Regions from separate parts of the Drosophila melanogaster genome. Here region 1 is linked to region 2. Evidence: chromatin contacts called from public targeted proximity ligation data. All regions are on one chromosome and are shown on one strand. The core of a region is the stretch at or near the end of the contact, and the rest is flanking DNA. Distances in the headings are between cores, read along the strand shown. Region 1 holds the start of acs (arcus). Region 2 holds the start of Tmhs (Tetraspan membrane protein in hair cell stereocilia).

The links.
Region 1: a contact with region 2 is called in a targeted proximity ligation map of the Kc167 cell line, with 4 times the contacts expected there. A contact is called at or near these places in 28 of 107 Hi-C or Micro-C datasets (the Clone 8 cell line, the D17-c3 cell line, the Kc167 cell line and 10 more) and 1 of 7 datasets of targeted methods (the Kc167 cell line).

Annotation. Positions count from the first base shown.
Region 1 is chr3L:1,968,054-1,973,105 of dm6, forward strand. It overlaps acs (arcus), which reads left to right and starts at 3,585. Exons shown (of 9, transcript NM_139429.2): 1 at 3,585-3,768; 2 at 4,021-4,146; 3 at 4,210-4,360; 4 at 4,424-4,545; 5 at 4,985-5,052. The coding sequence starts at 3,764. It overlaps CG11815, which reads right to left and starts at 3,147. Exons shown (of 1, transcript NM_139428.3): 1 at 2,138-3,147. The coding sequence starts at 3,077. The coding sequence ends at 2,226. CG1927 reads right to left here and starts at 2,026. Exons shown (of 3, transcript NM_139427.4): 1 at 1,547-2,026. The coding sequence starts at 1,564.
Region 2 is chr3L:1,884,267-1,888,850 of dm6, forward strand. It overlaps Tmhs (Tetraspan membrane protein in hair cell stereocilia), which reads left to right and starts at 1,391. Exons shown (of 6, transcript NM_167926.3): 1 at 1,391-1,580. Aprt (Adenine phosphoribosyltransferase) reads right to left here and starts at 753. Exons shown (of 3, transcript NM_001299980.1): 1 at 425-753; 2 at 57-294. The coding sequence starts at 519.

The DNA.
Region 1 (5,052 bases), core at 2,335-4,834, 86 kb after region 2:
AATGCATCCCACCCGACTTCTTACCACGAACATGGCTACTTCGGTACTGAAAACTAGACCCCCAAAAACCCACGAAGGCGAACAGAGCCAGAAACTCAAGTATCACTTATCAGTTGCGGCTGGAAGTCGGGCCGATCGACAGACGCCGCCTTCTTATCGGTTCTATAAAATAGGGCGTGGAAATCGAGGGGGGGGGGGCAACTCCGCCCCCTTAGTCTATTAAGGTGCAATTAATGCTTATGGACGGCAGAAAATTGTAAATTGCACATGCAATTACAGACTTTTTCACTCAATTTCACAGTCCTTTGTTTTTGCCATAGTGACACTAATAACTTGAGTTGCATAAGCACCGACCGGTTTGCGTGTCCAATGTGATTTGATCAGAACACATATAATACAAACTGATGGGGCTAAATTGATAATCTCCCTGATCTCTGATTGGCAATCGAATAAATTGAGTTATTGAGTTATATCGAAACTACTTTGTATCAAACAGAGACTGACATTTAATCGAACCTTAGCTTGACAACCTGTGGGCATTATGTTCCCAAGATCACGAAGGCAATTAAACACAATCGCTGTCGATTTGTACTAAAACGTATATTCATATTAGATTATTATTATATTGGCACAGTGCAATACATTTAATTATCTTGCTGAACTTGATGGTGATCTTCAAATTTCTGGGAAAGTTACCACCAAAACTACGTGCAAGGCAAACTAAACTCTTTATAACTACTCCTAAAATATATAGAAGTACAGATAGCAAACCTATGATGAGTTGGTAGCATGATAAGTTGGCTACTCCCACTCGAGTTCAGATTATTTTTAAAGTCAAAACGCTTATCGAACAGCAAGACAAAATAAATAAAATACCTTACAATTGCTAGCTTGATAAGTAAATTGTTATTTGAGCCTGACAAATGCCTTCACTTGTTTCGTTCCCAAGTCGCTTGTTAAGTTCATAAACTGTATAATCCACATTTAACCGTGGGTTGTATAACACATTACATAGAAAAGGGTGGATTTTTATTTTCTCAGTGCTTTTCATGTTTTGGTCAAAAGCATGTATTTGAGCACCCCTCTTGATGACGTCCATCATAAACAAAGTTGACTTATGTCAACTGAATGTACTATGTACGGTGGTGAGCCCTTTTGAAAAAAAGACTGTAATGGCAGATAAGCGGTCGAACATAAAAACAAGGCCAGCTAATCAATGTGACTAGATAATCTACACTATATTTAGTTTATGAATTTGGCTATTGCGTTCTCTTTTCGGCTTACTGGAGTCACAGTTGGCTTAGTGCTGTAGTCTGTAATTAACTGAGTATGGGATTTGGCCCGGCATTTTATGGCACCTTAATTACAAGCCCGACATGAGCCGCAAAAAATCCTACAGATCCCACTCTTCTTTGTATATATATATGTATATTTGTTTTCCAACTAACCAAGATGGTTAACTGGTTTACAGATCGCAGCTTTCATAGTACATCTGGCTCTCTTTTCTCTTTTCCGTTTGGCACTTCTCTCCGCTTTTGGCACTTACCTTAATGGAATAACCCATGGCTGCTGTCTGGCTTATGGTTTATTTTCACAGTTATGTCGGCGTCTGGCTTTGTATTTATTTGTCAAAACTATTTTTCACGCGAACCACAAACAGAAACTCACACAAACAACGTATATCTGCGAATTTATATGCGAGTGTGTGTGTGTATATTTTGATCCACTGCAATCGGAATATTATATGGACGAGGAAACTGTGCTACGATGGATATTTCGAAACCGGTTAAGCGGTTCGCCAGTTGCCTTTGCTGTTTTTGCCCGTTTCATTTGCGGCTCGATTGTTGTGTTTATTTTGGTTGAGGGGCGACCTGTTGGCTTTTCGATGATTTGGGAGATCCGCAATTAAATTTGCATAGCCAATCGGTATAATGACTAAAAAAAAAACGTAGTTTCGATATCGGATTTTCACGCTTCTCTCGGCGAACTCGAACTTTTTCCACACACGCACACCGAACAACTGATTTCAATTCGTTGGGAGAGAAAATCGGATGGTGTGACCGCTAATATGCCACCAGTATATACCAGTTTTCGAAAGAGCTTTTTCAAAGCTCAACACACTAAAAATACTGGAATTAAACTACAATTCATTTATTAAGCTACCAAATAACGTACATTTTTGAACAATATTGTTCATTTTTCAAGAGTAACGCAGTCTGCTTTATTTAATCCTTTTTGTTGTCATCGCCTTCACACTTTCCTTCCTCCTTCTTTTGTTGCTCCTTCTTTTTGATGTCTTCTTCCTTCTTTTGGCACCAAGCTTTCAGTTCATCCTCGCTCATGTCCTGGACTTTCTTCTCCTTGGGCGAGGACTTGGCCTCCTTCTTTTCCTGCTCCTTCTTTTTGATGTCCTCTTCCTTTTTCTGGCACCAAGCCTTCAGTTCCTCCTCGCTCATGTCCTGGATTTTCTTCTCCTTGGGCGAGGACTTGGCCTCCTTCTTTTCCTGCTCCTTCTTTTTGATGTCCTCCTCCTTTTTCTTGCACCACTCCTTTAGCTCCTCCTCACTCATCTCCTGGAGACACTTCTCCTCGGCCGAAGATTTGGCCTTCTGGATTTTCTTGGCTTGGTTGGAGAGTATCGCATCGCACTCGCTTTCCAGCTTCTTCATGGTCTCCAGTTGGGCCTCGCCACACTCGGATTCTTCGTCGGCTTCGATGGATGCCTGTAGTCCTCCGTCCAATCGACGTTCGTCTCGTAACTCCACAGCCGTGACCGTGAGTTCCATAAATGAGAATCGATGATAGCCAAAGTAAGTTGGGTTCTTGTAGGGCAGCGCTTTGCCTGCTCCTGGTCCCAGCTTCTCATCCGGTCCACTGAACTGGCGGAAGGAAGAGGGTCTCACAAACGGCGGCACATCGATCCCATTGTGATCGACACTGGTCGGTTGGTAGCCCTCATCCGGTGGATCCTTTGGTGGGCGAGGGGTGTTCGATGGCTTGTTGCTCAACTTGGGCTTATCAGACAGGCGGCGAAGAATTACAGGTTTTATGAACAATCGAAGTGGATTCTTAGACATTTTCGGGAGCACTTTTGTTTTAAAGTAAATGTTTTTAAATTTTACTGTTGCTCAAAACAGGAGATGTCATTTTCAGAGGTTACTGTGTAAAATTGAAAATATACATCTCTACATCACGTATACGCCCTGATATCCTAAAGCTTTATTCTGTAAAGTAAAATGTAAGCTTTGTGTGGAAGTATCGACTAACTAGAAATGTTGAATTCAATGATGTCCAAGCTTTTGCCATAATATATTAGGTATAAAGAGTTTGATGATTGTCGATGAACTTTTCGGGAGGTTCAAACCGATCAGCAAACTGGTTAAGGCCTTCATTCTGGTTTTATTATTTCCACTTAAGAGTGCACATAATATTTTGGCATACATTTCGGATTGCTGCACTCCGGTTTCCCACGTTCCCCGCGAAGTCTTCTGATACGGCTGATTATCGTGCAATTATCTTTCCAAGATTATCAGCACGGTTTACGAACGAGAGGTGTTGAGCGGCTTCGACCGGGATCCGAAATTTAGTATCCGTCCGGTGGGCCAGGCACTCGGTTGAGTCCCCAAGAAATCTGGTTGGGCCGGGAATTCGCAATCACGAAACGATCTTTGTCTCTTTGGCGACTTAATTGCGTGTGATAAAAGATTTATACGCCCGCGAGCTCAAGTAGCTTTATCAAATACTCGGTCGCTACTTTATCGCTATGAAGTGAGTAGTCTTCGTATTCTTCTGGTTTCGAGATCGTAAAAAATAAGCTAACTGATGCGCAAACACAATAAATGACAAAACATTAGCCTCAACCAAATCCCGGTTAAGAAATTGTATATTTTTACGACCTTTAATTTTGAACCAACATCTTTTCTCGAGGAACCTCCTTGGCGCTTATTGTTTAACGACCCGAACCCATTTATCAATCAATCAATTCACCTCAAAAACAACTTTTAATTGCTCCCCCAACAGCGACGATATAAAAACCGTGACGGTTTACCCAACCACACTGGAATTAACGACCCCAACAAAATCAGCGAATGGCAGTAACGATGATTACGATCCTCATCAGCACCGCGAGCTGAAGAATCCCACTACGTAAGCATAGATTTTCAACAGTGCTGAGCTCAGAGAATCATTTTCAGGCCCCACTTTCCCCAGAAACTTTCAGACATTCGCCCACTTCCTGAAGGCTTCCGTGGGCACTGGCGTCCTGGCCATGCCCAGTGCCTTCGCACACGCAGGATATGTGAATGGCACCCTTCTCACGCTGATCATTGGATCGCTGGCCCTCTACTGCCTGCACATTTTGGTGGGTTTTTGGTGGGAGTCACATAGAAATTTCCTTACTTACTTATATATACTTGATTTACAGATCAAATGCATGTACATACTGTGCAAGCGGCAGCGGGTTCCCTACGTCAGCTTTTCGCAGGCCATGAATCTGGGACTCAAACAAGGTCCACCCTGGCTGCGTTGTTTGGCACCCATTGCCGTGTAAGTGAAGTAACTCGGCAAAACAACTGCTATCTATAACTTCCCTCTATATATTGATTAACTTTCTAAGTGCTTTTTAATGATTACTCAATTGGGTAATGAAAATCTTATCTTGTTGTTGATCAATAGATTTTCACTACGATTTATTGTATCTTTATCTTTACAATAGCACCCTAAAATATGGGGGCACATCCCAATAGTTTGTTTAGTAATTGGTTTACATCGCTTATCAATAATATCTTGAGGGTTTTTTTTATTCAATTACTTGCTTAAGTTGCGGAAGGTTTACCAATTTACATTTTAGCCAAGTGTTGAGTACCTATTGTGAAATTTGTTTCCTAGTGGCTTTAGCATTTAACTTAGGCATGAGGCATACTTACTTGTTTTATGTTTTATATATTGTATGTAAATCATATTTTATAGTGTTATTTTTCATCAGTCCCTTTGTAGATGGCTTCCTGGCCTTTTACCACTTCGGCATCTGTTGCGTCTACGTGGTTTTCATAG
Region 2 (4,584 bases), core at 141-2,640:
AAGCATAAACATCTTTGTGCTTGGGAATAGTAAGTAATATATTTGGGAGTACTCACAATACCGTACTCCAGTTTGTATTCCACGGAAACCACTTCTCCCGCCAGCTTGCCCTTCTTGCGAATCGGAGCACATCCCAGGCCCAGCTCGGTGGCTATGAGGAGATTAAAGAGGAAGCCCCGCGAGTCCAGTCCCACGATGACCTCCGCCTCGGGAGCACTTTCCCGGATGTGATCAACAAGCAAATCGCGCAAGTACACACATGCCTTCGGATCGGTGAGGGCTCCGAATATGTCACTGATGTTTAATATGAAAACAAATGATTTTACACATTAACAACCTGATAAGGGTCCATTTGCTCGCCCATAATCATCATCGCAGCACTATTAGTGCTCCAATCTAATAACCTCGAGTGACGATAACTCACCGGAACAGAATGCCCTCCTTTGGGAAGTTCGGATACTCGCCAATCTTGCTCTTTACATAGTCTAGCTTGTCTTCCGCGCTGATTGAGGGGCTCATTTTTCTACTTTTATGTTTATTTATTTATTAACTTAGTTATAAGGGACTTTTTACATGGGTTTTCTGACTGTAGCGCTACGTGAGTGCGTGCCCAACTGCGGATTGCCGTACGGAACAGCTGATAAGTCAGCTGATATCGGGGAAGGTGGTTGCTATAGATGGGAGATATGCCACACGATGAACGGTCGTGTTGAGTTCGCTGCGCGGTCGATTTGAAATTGAGGTGGATAAGGTGCTGTGGGGACTTTTAAACGCTTTGAAAATATAAATTCGGAAAAAATTAATATAATGCCAAATCGTCGGTATTTCACTATTGAAAGCAATCAATATAATTTATGGGTTTTGATTTAGTTAACTACAACCACTCTTCTCTTTATGATATATATTGATGATATGATATTTCGTATATTTTCTGTGTATTTCCACATTTATCTTAGAGTTCTAATGTCGGCTAGCTATTTCAAAACCAAACATTTGGTTTGACATTTGCTTGCACAAAGAAAGCAGTTCAATGAATGCGGCAAACATCCTGCAGGTAGACAAGAGGCATTAAGAAACCTCCCCCGACTTTTCTCTGGGTCTTTCTCCAGATCTCGAGGCTATCAGATAGATAAGTGGAGAAATCTCAGTAATTCTTTGAGGGAAAGACATTGAATGCAGCACTGTTTATCGAGCTAAATGATTGAAAAGAAATGCCAACAATTTTCGCTGCACTTATCAAAGGCGGGCCAAGATCGGGAACTCTCACCTGGACTCCATCTCTCTCTCTCTCTCTTGTTCCCTCTTTCTCTCGGTGGCCCACTCACACAGGCACGCAAGTGAATGTGAGTATCTGTGTGTCTGTATCTTAGACTCCCAATGCCAAGAAAGATTCAGTTCGTTTCTCAGCGCCGAACGCGACGGTTCAGTTTTATTGGTTTCTTCGGAAGAAGCGGATCGAATTCGAATTCCTTGCCCGCGATTTTTAATAATTAATGCAAACTCGCGAACAATAGTAGTAAATTAAAATAACAACAATAGTCCGGAGGAACAGCTAAAACCGAAACCTGTTCTCGACCAACGTAAGCAGCGAAATAACGCATGAAAAAGCAAGAGTTTGCAAATCCTCAGTTTGAATTCGATCTTAACGGCAGAAGTAAATGTCAGACGACAAAACTGCGCCCCGTTTTTGCCATTTTAAATGTCGGAAAACGACTCTAAAGGCAGCCATAAACAACAACCATACTGCAGTTACTCCAATAACAACTGAAACAACAAAGTTCAAACAACATAAAAACGTGAAAACCTACAAAAAATATATACATATGTATCTATGCAACATTAGACACAATATAGCGAAGTGCAGAAACACATTCACAATCGCATACTTGTACGGTTGCACTTGGAGAAATAATTGGGAAAATAGCTTGAGAAACTTGTCACAAAAGCATTGTAGTCTTAGGTTTAAAATTGGTTTAAAATAGTTGATACTTTTGGATAACCTTCAACTCGAAATGGTTTCTGAAATATTTTAGAAACTTAACGCAATTTCTTCTCAGTGTGCTAGTCACACACACATGCATAACTTGGCAATGTGAAGACGTGCGTACGAAAACTGCAACTGCAACAACAACTGCTGCAACTGCAACTGCAACAACAACTGCGCGCCCGAGTAACGTGAAAAACCAGAAAGAGGCACAGTTTTTTGTTTTTCTGCTGGGTTTTGTTTTTATATTTCTTTTTTGAGGCAAACGAGCATCTCTACTGAAACGAAACTTCTGCGGCTGCGCAGAGGCGGCCTTCGTGATGAAGGGCATGGAAATAGGGCGCTCGGAAAGCAGCAGGAAAAAGGGAAATTTATGGCCGAACTTTGGAAGATGGATTGTAATATTTCCAAAAGTTATGTTATGAACAGATGGTTCACATATTTCACACTGCAGAGTGTGAGTCAGTAGAGCTGATTCAGATTAGCTTACGATTTGAAATATCCCTGATATTAGATAGAACCTCTAGCCGCTCCTGACTTTTTCGTAGGCAAAAGCCGAGTGAAGAATCTCGTTGTGAGCTGCGATTATGCATAGACCCCCATTGTAGTTGTTTGGGCCCGTTGATCATGGTTGGCAGCTTGGTATGCGCGAATGTTTGCTAACATCCAAATCGTGATCTAATAAAAAACGTAGGGAAACAGAGACACATACCAGCGGCCCACGAGCGAGTGGATGAGTGAGCGGACCAGCTCTGGATGGGATCGGGTCGGATTGAAGACTCTTCAAAGGGGCTGTGTGGCATCCACCACCAGCAACTTTCGCAAAAAGTAAGCGCTGAAAAAAGCGGACTTCTCCCAAAATGGATGGCAGCTGGAACGGCTGTCAATACATTGAGTAACTGACCGCAAAAAAAGTAAAATTTTGCCGGTTCTCCGTGTCTTCAATCCCGTTCCGTTTTGCGGTTCTCCCTGCTGGGAGGAGAAAAGAAATCGTCTGTTTGGAACACAATATATGCAGAAACGATCATCACACCTGGACAAAAAAAAAAACAAACACATTGTATAAAGGGGGGAACCCGAACCCAAAGAAATGGGCAAAGGCGAAAAGTTGGAATAAAAACATGGAACAAGAGCCACTTTAAACGCCATTTCCGCATAATTCTGAAATGTAGGAACCAGTTTCGAATGGTGGTGGCTGAAATTTAGCAACTTTTTTTGAGAAACGACGAACGTGTTAATCAAGCCAGTGGCACCAAAGTCTTTAGGTTCCACTTTGTTGGCCAAAACAAACCATAACAAGCTGGTTACATGTACATGTAGCTCCGCTGATCGCCAAGCGGAACAATGAGAGATTTTCCCCCGCTTAGCCGGTGAAAAGCTGAAAATGTGAAAATTAATTACCAGTGTGTGGCCAATTGGTAGCTGTTTTGGCTGTTTGATGGCTCCTCGGCGTCTCTCGGGGCGAGGGAATCCCCATTTCAAAGTCAGAAGCCGCTCCAGACACGGTTTACTCACCACGCGGTCGTCTGGCTGTGCCTAATGTGAAATTTATGTTTATAAAGTAGAAAGTCATCCGCGGCTCAGGGAGTTCGAGTTGTAGATGGATATGAAATGACCAGTGCGGATCGAAGAAAGCCCCACTCTCAGCTTGGAGTGCAGTTTTGCCAACTTCAACTGCCACTGCAACTGCATTCTTCTTGGCTCCTCAATTTGGCCGGCGGCCACGTTTAAGGTATAACCATTACCCAACTGACCTTATTTCATCGCTCATACGAGTGAGTATGTGCAGTCCCAGCTGAAAAGTCGCCGTAATTGCTGATATTGCAACTCACCCATAGCCGTTGATTTTCAGCTTGTTTTCGAGTATTTATTGCAGTGCACAGGAAACTAAAGTGCAATGTGATACAGGTCTTGTTTCTTTACTGACAAGCAGATTTTTAAAGCAGCTGAAATGTCAGTTTAAAAACTGATTGATGGTTTCTACATACGATCAAAGATACAAGAAACATATGCAATATATGACAATTAGTAGTACCAGCAGATCTTTGATCTCGTTTTCTTAGTGTATTTGACTTTTGGAATATTTCTCACATATTTTTTGCCGTGCAAGTGAAACTTGTCCGAAATCGAAATGTTGGAACCGCCGGCCGGTGAGCGGATGTAACCCAAGTCGAGCCAGAGTACGCTGATTTTGCTGCGTCATACGAACTGGAGAGCCTTCCATCCGTTCAGTGGTCACTTTCTTTTTGGTCACGTTCGAATTCGAAAAACCATCGATGCAGTTGAGTTTAGCACGCCCAACAAACATTGAAAACCAACTGCAAACAACGAATTACCCCATAGAAAGAGACAAGCTGGAGATAAAGGAAGTTATTAGACGTCTGCGGTTTGTCTGTCTGGTCGAGTGCAATTTTCCCGAGACTCGCTTTTCAGGCTCTGCATGCATGACTCACGGCCAAGATTTTCCATCGATTCGATTGGTATGGGCCAAGTTATCACGTGCCGACAGGAAAGTTTTCATCGTCTTATTTACTGGGTTGGGCTCGTAGTATGTTTGTTCTGCTCGGGCCGACTCTCTCTTTTGTTGTTAGCATTGTTGT